3 separate regions of the Mus musculus genome follow, and regions 2 and 3 are each linked to region 1. A link is a contact called in public Hi-C data. All regions are on one chromosome and are shown on one strand. Each heading gives the region's core, a stretch centred on a gene start, on an enhancer-like site or on the middle of the called end of the contact. The rest is flanking DNA. Distances are from core to core; before and after follow the strand shown. Region 1 holds the start of Npy2r (neuropeptide Y receptor Y2). Region 2 has its middle 43 kb from the start of Gm29999. Region 3 has its middle 48 kb from the start of Map9.

Evidence for each region. A called contact is a pair of places that touch in the nucleus more often than the background predicts.
Region 2: a contact with region 1 is called in a Hi-C map of adipose-derived mesenchymal stem cells, with 2.6 times the contacts expected there. The contact joins the enhancer-like site here to the promoter of Npy2r in region 1. A contact is called at or near these places in 2 of 484 Hi-C or Micro-C datasets (adipose-derived mesenchymal stem cells and uterus), 1 of 115 datasets of contacts at active chromatin or transcription factors (embryonic stem cells) and 3 of 9 other capture datasets (adipose tissue, liver and pancreatic islet).
Region 3: a Hi-C map of ventral hippocampal neurons shows a contact between it and region 1, with 2.9 times the contacts expected there. The contact joins the enhancer-like site here to the promoter of Npy2r in region 1. A contact is called at or near these places in 1 of 39 promoter capture datasets (hippocampal neurons), 11 of 484 Hi-C or Micro-C datasets (the N1E-115 cell line, adipose-derived mesenchymal stem cells, cerebral cortex and 6 more), 3 of 115 datasets of contacts at active chromatin or transcription factors (VIP interneurons, forebrain and neural progenitor cells) and 2 of 9 other capture datasets (adipose tissue and pancreatic islet).

The regions. Positions count from the first base shown.
Region 1 is chr3:82,546,596-82,549,701 of GRCm38.p6, reverse strand. Npy2r (neuropeptide Y receptor Y2) reads left to right here and starts at 1,617. Exons shown (of 2, transcript NM_008731.3): 1 at 1,617-1,865.
Region 2 is chr3:82,706,321-82,709,426 of GRCm38.p6, reverse strand. No RefSeq gene overlaps it. Among named protein-coding and RNA genes, the nearest start is that of Gm29999, 43 kb to the right of the region's middle. Within about 2 kb of position 1,581, at least 17 of the 459 cell types and tissues checked have an H3K27ac peak or open chromatin away from gene starts, as enhancers often do. A contact at or near this core is called in adipose-derived mesenchymal stem cells, where this site is marked.
Region 3 is chr3:82,404,826-82,407,931 of GRCm38.p6, reverse strand. No RefSeq gene overlaps it. Among named protein-coding and RNA genes, the nearest start is that of Map9, 48 kb to the right of the region's middle. Within about 2 kb of position 1,466, at least 26 of the 459 cell types and tissues checked have an H3K27ac peak or open chromatin away from gene starts, as enhancers often do. A contact at or near this core is called in the N1E-115 cell line, VIP interneurons, cortical neurons and 2 more, where this site is marked.

The DNA.
Region 1 (3,106 bases), core at 368-2,867:
AACCAAAAACAGAAAAAAAGTATGAATCTGAAGCTCAGAGGCAGAGCAATTCCCAGCTCTTGTGAGGCCACAGGAGTTACTCATTCCCCAGTGTCTCTTTTTTAAAAAAGGAATCTGTTCAACTGAAAGCATATGTGCGAACAAGAGATACTTCCCTAAACCAAAAAAATGCTTACAAAAAGGACTTTAAGCAGAGTGTGTAAAACATCATGGCTTCTCGCAGGCCTGCTGCCTTTTATGTACTGGTAATTGAAAGGCCCACGAAACACTGTTTTATAGGTAGCTTCTTTAGCATGATGTCACATGAATTGAAGATTGATATCAGATTCTATACTTCTTATGACCTATAATTAGGGTGTGTGACTTTCAGTGGCCACGGGACTGAAAATCCATTTCCCAATAAAGGAGTAATTATTACTACGTGGGGGAGTACTTGTCTTTTAAAAATAGGTTAAGTATAACTTTTTTTTTTCGAGACACCTAATCTAAATCGAATCATTGTTTTGTATCCTTCAGAGACATTCTGAGAACTAATGTGGCCATCCTTATTTTATAAATTAAAAAAGAAAGAAAGAAAAGAAAACAACAAGAAGAGTGATCCAATGCAGCGAGGTGACTTGTGCAGCTCTGAGAGACACGGTGGTTAAGACAAGCCTGGCTTCCTGGCTTTCAAGTCTCTACTGCCCCCTTTAAAATCTGAAGGAAAAGAGACTTGTAGCAAACCTCTGGAAAGACTGCTGGTGAATGAAGAGTTTGCAGGGTAAGGTTGAAACAGCCCTCTAGCGTGACTGAAAGTCCTGCATGTCCTCTTTCAGCCTTCGGGCTTCACTCCTGAGGAACATTTCCCGAGGCATGGTCTCCCTGCTCTCTCGAAATCTCGAATGGTGCAAGAACTAAAGGCGAAGAATTTTGAAGTCAACTAATTGGACAAAGAAAGACTGTTTTACGACCCACTGCTGTTCTCTACGTTCTTCCCGAGGGACAGTTTTGCCAGTGTTCCGCTGGGACACCTGGGCTTGTGATCTGAAGGCGCAGGGTTCCAGGGACACCTGTTAAGGGCTTTGCTGCTCCCGTCCCCCAGGCACTGGACTCGTGTTAACCACAGTTCCTGTGCCTGCGCTGTGTGGCAGGGCGCGCTGGCTGTTTGTCCTTGGGATCCAGCTTCTGCGAGGAGTTCGTTCTCCTCCTTGGTTTTTACACAAGGAAACTCCTAGCCCAGAGTGGGATTCTGCCCCTCCACCCCAAGTGTGGAACCTCTCTCCAGCCCACACCCGCAAGCCTGAGGTGTCTGTCGCTGTTCACATAGCCAGGGACCACAGCTCCCTCCCTGCATCGGGGTTCGCCACTGCCCTGCACTTTTCTCTGCAGATTAGGTGAACTCCTAAGTGGAGTGAATAGCAGCTGCAGGGAGTGGTGGCGAGGAACGATGAGGCGCTACGCTGCATAGCGTGCAACTAAGGTTGGAGGACACTAATCTCCAGTCTCTGACTACGGGGAACTTATCTGCCTCACTCCCTCGCTCCGCAGTTCCCCTACCTGTGTCCTTTCCTTCCAGGGCGGCGTTTCTCTCCACTTCTATCTCCGATCCTCCTCCCTCCCCACCCACTCCTACCCGGGGCTCTGAGCTGTGCAGTGCGGGGTCCCTGATCGAGTGGCTTTAGAGGTCCACCGAGAAGCCGAGCAGGCACAGCATTGCAGCTGTTCCGCTTTGCCGCTCCTGCTTCTGATCTCACTTGCTGGCTCACACCAAATCGGACCTGCTTTGGGTGCCTCCCAGGACTGTCTCCAGACTGGCTGTTTAGATAATCCCTTGCTTGAAATTCCTGGATTCCTCATCTGAGAAGGAACGCGCAAGAGTCAATACAGTAAGTAAGTTCAAACTCCAGTTCTCCTTCTGAGATCATGAACAGCCCTAGAGGAGCCCCGGGTCCTGTCAGGGGTAAGAGGGCATGGGGATGTGTTCCGAAGGGGAGCCGCCCACCCCTCCAGGCATTAAGTGGAACACTGGAACTAGGTGGGCTAGTACCACTTCGCTTTTCTTCTTTTGCTGGACTTTTTCTTTTCTGCTGAAGGTTATAGACTGTTCCTTGATTGAGCGCTACAGTATGAGACAGTAAGATATGACTTTGCCCCCTCTTTAAAACTCAAGCACTTTCTGAAGTGCAAGATCATGTAGGGTTTTCTAAGGCTGTTCAAAAATAGAGATTTATTTAGGCTTCCATTCATTTCCCCAAGATGGGGTCACCTACTAGTAGAAGTCTGTGGTTGTGTGGCATGGTGGTGGTGGTGGTGGGGCAGTAATATTTAAATGTCATTCTTAGTAGAGACTAGTCATTAAAATCCCAGTGTCATTTAAGAGACTACACTACTGTCAAAGACAGGAAGCACAAATACAGGAAAGAGAAGCATTCGCTGACTTTTCAGATGATCCATCCATCTCTACTTAGGCAAACAATAATGCCCTGTATGTTGCAGTGTTAAAGACCGCATCTCCCCTCACAGGAGATCCAACAGGTGCAGGCAACTATAGTTTGTAGCATGGAACTTGGGGGTTTTCCCTGGGAAAACAATACTGGAAGGAGGGCTAGACAGGGATGTCACACTTTGCCCACCTGGAGTGACTCTATCTCAGAAATAACTTGCAATTCCAGTGATTTCAGCATGTAGTTAAAGCAGGAGAAGGTTTCTGGCTTATTAAAGAAAGCACCTAGAGCGTCAGAAGGAAAAAAGCATCATTTCCCTTTCTACACTGACTGCTTCTGTAATAAACTCAGTCAAGGGGCACCTGTTCAAGAGAACAGCGCTATTCAGAGTTTTGAATTTCTTGAATAACCTGAATGTCTCATTTTGCCTTGTTTCAAGGAAAGGCTCTCCCCCTTGCCTCTTTCTGGTTTGACTGGGGGCCTCAGGAGTGTCACGCGTGGCAGTGTCTACCCTCACGTTCTCTTTCACTCTCCTACTTTTCCAGAAGTGCTGTTGTGAATGATACATTCTGTGTCCTGGGTAGTGCTTTGCCCAGCCCAGGGCTAGTACTGTGCCTGCATGCAGCTCAGAGTGTTCACAGGGTAATAGCTTGCAGATCGATAGCCATTCCTGCAGAGGAGCT
Region 2 (3,106 bases), core at 332-2,831, 160 kb before region 1:
GACACACAACTTTTATATTTATAATAAGCCTTTAATATGCTAGAGCTTGGCAGATACCTACCCTCTAAGCTATTAGAATCTACTTCCCCATTAATAACCCATAGTTATGACTTGCCATGTTCCATGTGGGCCAAACATGACCAGTTCTTACAATTCATTACTCCATGGCATCTACCTCTCTCCTTCCTCTGCTTCTTTCCTCCCTCTTCATTTTCTGATTCCTGGCCCCAAGCCTGGGAACCTCAAACCTTGACTACGTATCTTATGGCCAGCTATAGGCTGTAGGCATCTTTATTCACCAATCAGGGATAATGTGGTGGCAAGGTTACATAGCATCACTTGTGTAAGTGCAGATTCTCTCATACCTGGGGACAGCCAAGACTTGCGGTCAGTATTAAGCATTACAATACATAGCAACAGACCAAAACTCAATATACACCTTCGTATCTGGGCCACATTCATGCCATGCAATATTTTCAAGACCCATTCTTTTTTTTTTCTTTTTTTTTCCATTTTTTATTAGGTATTTAGCTCATTTACATTTCCAATGCTATACCAAAAGTCCCCCATACCCACCCACCCCCACTCCCCTACCCACCCACTCCCCCTTTTTGGCCCTGGCGTTCCCCTGTACTGGGGCATATAAAGTTTGCGTGTCCAATGGGCCTCTCTTTCCAGTGATGGCCGACTAGGCCATCTTTTGATACATATGCAGCTAGAGTCAAGAGCTCCGGGGTACTGGTTAGTTCATAATGTTGTTCCACCTATAGGGTTGCAGATCCCTTTAGCTCCTTGGGTACTTTCTCTAGCTCCTCCATTGGGAGCCCTGTGATCCATCCATTAGCTGACTGCGAGCATCCACTTCTGTGTTTGCTAGGCCCCGGCATAGTCTCACAAGAGACAGCTACATCTGGGTCCTTTCGATATCAAGACCCATTCTTAGTCCCTTTCTACTTATGGATATCTGATCTTGATGAGCCATCACTTTGGAGAAGGAAAAGAGAAAAGTAAAACAGCTGACACAAACTTCAGAGCAATAGCCGAGTAAGCAATGCATTGTGAGGAACTGACTACTGGAATTCAGATAGTGATGAGTGATAATGGCAACAGCAATGGTTTGGGGCATGAGAGAACACACTGTAAGAAGAAACCCTGAAGGAAAGAGCAGAGCTGGATTCATTAGAAAGGAAGCATCTCAAAGAGGAGGGATCTTAAGACTTGGGTTCCCTAGGAACCTGTGCCTTGTGAGCAGCAGTCTCCTGGGGCCACACGAAACCAAGGTGTGGACAGAAGAAGGAAAGGAGCACTAGGACTCACCCACACACTGCTCTGTGAATGTGAACATAAACTCAGGCGAGCCGAACAAGAGCTGAGTTCTGTCTGACCCCTCGATGGATTAACACAGCAGTTGACACATCTATAAGTTTTGTTTTACAGATCTATTGTTCATCCATTCTCTTTACTCTTTATTAGCAACACCGAAAAAGGAGCCAAAACAGCAAGGGGCTCCAAATGCCTGTACCTTATGGCTGGCTGTTGATCAAAGGCTCTCTACAATAAATGACTCAGGGAATGATGTCAAGAAACAGTAAATCAAAGCCATGGTGAGTCATCTCCTGTGGGTTGGATAGAGTGTACTAGAGACTTGGTGTCAGGTCACGAAGAAGTCGTTCTGGATTAGCGTGTTAGTTCTTACACCATACAAGGGAATTACATTTTGAGGCCTTGGAGCTTCATGGGTGTGAGTTTTTAATCAATTGGAAGGGATTCAGAAAGTACTTTTTAGGCACCAGAGACAGTGTGCCAAAGTTTACTAATTTCTCAGAGATACTCTTCTGCAATGGACTTGTCACTTTAAATTGGCTGGCTTTGTCTGTAGGCATGATTTTTTCTCCCTGCTAAGCAAAAGGCATACTTATTCTCTTACATTTTTAAAGCCTTATGTCACCATTCCATTTAAACATTTCTTTCACCACATTCCCTTTCTATTATTATTTTTGTAATATTATATGCATCCTTGAAAGCCATGTCAAATCCCACCCCTGACCCAAGGAACTCATAGACTGGAATTCAGTAGGAGCTCCTCTTCATTGTCTTAAGGCTCTGCAGTTTGGATCGTAAATGAATCCTGAAGGCCAGTGTTTGGAAAGCATTGTCCCCAGCTCAGACTCACTTGGGAGTGGCAGAACTTCTAGGGGGTGGATCCTAATGGGAAGAGGTTAGTGTTGATGGAAACAAGGTTGGGCTTCTGGCTTCTCTTCTTTTTCTTTTACTTCCACGTATGAATACTTTTTCCATCCTGTGTTCCTGCCATAATTCTGCATCAAAAGCACAAAAGCAGTGGGCCAAGTTAGGAGGCAAGGACTGGAGGGAAGGCCCAGATAACCTGCGTATCAGATATTACATTGCAATTCATAACAGTAGCTAAATTGCTGTTATGAAGTTAACAACAGAAATAATTTTATGGTTGGGGTCACCACACACATGAAACGATGTTAAAGGTTCGCAACATTAGGAAGGTTGAGAATTGCTGTCCTAAAAATCTCTCAGGTAATTGATACTCTCCTGTGGAGTTCTTAAGAATTGTATCTAAGCCACACAGTACTGAAGTTAGTCCCGGGAGCATCTAGATCTTTCCTAGCCATGTTGTCTAACCTCAGGATCTGTTGTGAGAGTTGGTCATGGATCATTCAGATAAACTCCACACCCTCCCAACTCCAGTTCCTCCGAAGTTTCTGATTCTCAGTGCAGGTGTACAGAGTATAAACACTTGTCTCACTGTGGTGAAGCAGGACTGAGAAATCAGGGTCCCTTTCTTAGAAATGCTCCAGTGGAGAAGGTGAAATTTCATTGCATTTTAGAAGGACAGTCTTTCCCAGCACAAAGGTATGTATTTGCCCCTGAGGAACAGAGGCAATAAGAGAAAAATGCAGGAGACAGATGATGTAAGAGAATGGGAAGGGAACAAAAGAAAAGGGACATGGGTATTGTCCCAAAGGGACAAAGGACTGACTATGAATGAAGGCCTTCAGGATTCATTTATGATCCAAACTGCAGAGCCCTAAGACAATGAAGAGGAGCTCCTACTGAATTCTAGTCTATGAGT
Region 3 (3,106 bases), core at 217-2,716, 140 kb after region 1:
TTTCTCCTACTGTACCTTCAATGTCTGAGATTCTCACTTGCATCTCTTGTTTTCTGTTGTTAAGGATAGCCAACTCTTATTCGAGTTCCTAAAATTTGCATGTCCATATTTCCAAAAGTTTGGGTTTTCTTTATTGACTCTACTTCTACTTTCAGGTTTTGAACTGTTCTGTTCATTTCCTTCGACTGTGTTTGCTTAGAAGGACTTATTCATTTCCTCTTTAAGGACCTCAGCCACATTCATAAAGGGCTGTTTTAACATATTTGTCTTGTTATTCAGTTAGGTTGCAGCTCTCAGGGCCTGCTGCGGGAAGATTGTGTCCTCTAGTGGAGACTTAATATCCTGACTGTTAATAGTTGAGTTCTTATGCTGGTGTCTCAGTGTCTGGCCTTGGGAAGATGGTAATTCTAGGTGCTAATATATAGTCTTGACTTTCTTGGGTAGGTGGGGTTTTTATTCTTGATTTTTATTGCCCTCTCTGGTTCTTAAAAGGCTGTGGTGGCTATGTGTTACCTGGCAGGTAATTCCTCTGGGATCCTGACAAGTGTGTCTGCTGGGGCTTCTGGTTAAAACATGTTTCTAAAATACCTTTAAGCATCTCACTTTGCCTTTTCTCATCTAATCCTTCTTGTAAGTAATGTTGACGTCCTTTTTAATTGGGTCTGGATTCATATGTTCTGAGCATGTCAGATCCAGCTAAGTCTCCTTTTTCTTCTCTCTATTTGAAAGTGTATTTTAATGCACTGCCTCACCCCCTTTTCTTTTCTTACAGAAAAAAAATCAAAGGAAATAAAAATGTAATGAGATAGAAAAATAAAACCATGTTTCTAAATATTCAAGTTAACATTGAGAAATAAGAATGGGCAGGGAGGTGCCGTTCTGGGTTGGGGGAGGTCCACAGGTGAGATAAAAAGCAGGATTTCCATCATGATCTGCTCAGTTTCCTAGAAATGGGAACAGAGAGTGAGGAGAGGCCATAGCAGGGGGCTACCCCAAAGCTGGGGGTGATGGTTAGGGGCTAGATTTGAAGGAGAGGGGAAGCTCTGCAGTACAAAAACAAATTTGTTTAGAAATATAAAATTGTATTCTGATGACAAGGGGAGACATCTGGGCCCAAGCAATAATTCAGGAGAAAAATCTCCCACAGTCACATTGACATACGCAGACAGAGCACTCTCTGTGCCATCTGATTTCTTGCCACTGCAGAGTCTACATAATCTGCTGAGATGCTTTCATTTCCCTAGGAGCAGTATACTTGGAGGTTAGAACCTTTAGCACTAAAGCAGCTTGCTATAACAAGGTGCATCTGTCAACAGTGAGATCCTTACCCAAGACTGTGTGGCTCTCTATAGTAATAGGCAATTTTCCTTTCAGAGAGAAAATGTAAACTGTCAGATGGCAGAAGTGCTGTGGAGATGGCAGAGAAGTGCAGAGATGCTGGGCTCGGCAAGCAGTTCACAGATGCCAGTCTCCGTGGGTGGTGAGATAACGTGCCAGAAAAACTCATACACATATGTACTACTTTACAGCAGAAAAGGCAGCTCAGGGAATCAGGCTAAAATTCTGCCAGCTTTGCTATATTGGATAGTTTTTTCTAAATATGTTTCCAAAAATAAATTAGTCAGGATTGACTTAGATCATTCAAAATGGAAATAATAAGTATAAACAACCACTACCAGTTCTAAAATGGAGGGAAAAAAAGGTAGAAATAAGAAAAGTTTTCTCCATTGGATTGTCAGCCTATGACATAGTGAATATAAGCCACAATAAAATTAACAACAACAAACCATGAAGCAGAGTTTTAAACATGTGAGGTGAGATATGGAAGCAACGCAAAAGGACATGGAACTATAGAGTCAGAGATCCCAGTGAGCCAATACCAAAGCAGAACGCGACAGGAGGAGTCATCCTGAGAATAGAACAGGCACACTGCCTTCAACAGAGCGATGGATGGCCCACAGAGCATGAATGAGAAAGGCAGAGGATAATATGTAATAGGAAAGAATATAAAGCATCTCAGGAAAATATGGTATATATGGATGACGGACAAGAACATCTGTGTGCATCTCAGGAAAATATGGTATATATGGATGACGGACAAGAACATCTGTGTACCTCTGAGTTCTCTAGTTTAGCAAATGGAAGACGAAAAATCTAATATATGAATTAAGAAAACATTCCTTATTTATGTGCCTTAACATCTATGCTTTTTAACAATGTTGTCTGGCTCAGACAAATAGAACAATGGAATGAACATAAAGCCACGTGTATTATTGGGCTTGCATACTAGGAGACTTTTGTTTGTTTGTTTGTTTGTTTGTTTGTTTGGAAGGAAGGAAGGAAGGAAGGAAGGAAGGAAGGAAAAACAAAATCTAAAATGAACAAACCACCACCGATCAGGTTATCTTAGAATAATCCAACACAATTTAAGCTTACTTTGTGATAGTTCATGAGTCCAAGAACTAAGTATGATCATGATGCAGGCATGGTTGTCTTCTGTGAGGGATTTCTTCCTTGGTTGCAGAAAGCCACCCTCTTACTGTGTCCTCCTTCATAAGGGAAAAAGGGAGTCACCTTTAGTGTCTGCAGACATCAGTCCCATTCTGTGGCCCCACTCTTGTGACAGCTTCTAAGTTTGTGACATCTCAAATGGCCCAGCATTAAGTAACACCACTGGTTAAACCTGCAGCAGTCAGTCCGTAACAGTTAACCCTCTGGGATGGAAATTCCGTCAGACTCACACCTGCTTCTGAGCACACTCAGAGAAGGAAAATACTAAGTCTTGAATGCACCAAAAAAGTATGGAAAACCTTCCAAATTATTTATCTAGCATAATTTCATTCACATACAAATGTTATAACATTACAACCTTAGATCAGATTTCAGTATTGCAATTCTCAACTATTTTGTATTAAGCACTATAAGATAAAACAGCGCAACCTGAGTAGACCCAAGAGTGACTGGAGAAATCAAAGTAAAAGATCAGCAGTCACCCAGAGTTTGTTTAACTGTAGAACTGACTGACACTAAAACTAAGTGTGTTAGGAGTAAAAGTGTTTTTAGTGATCAGGTAGTTCTAATAGGAACTGCATAGGAGAGAGAGAAA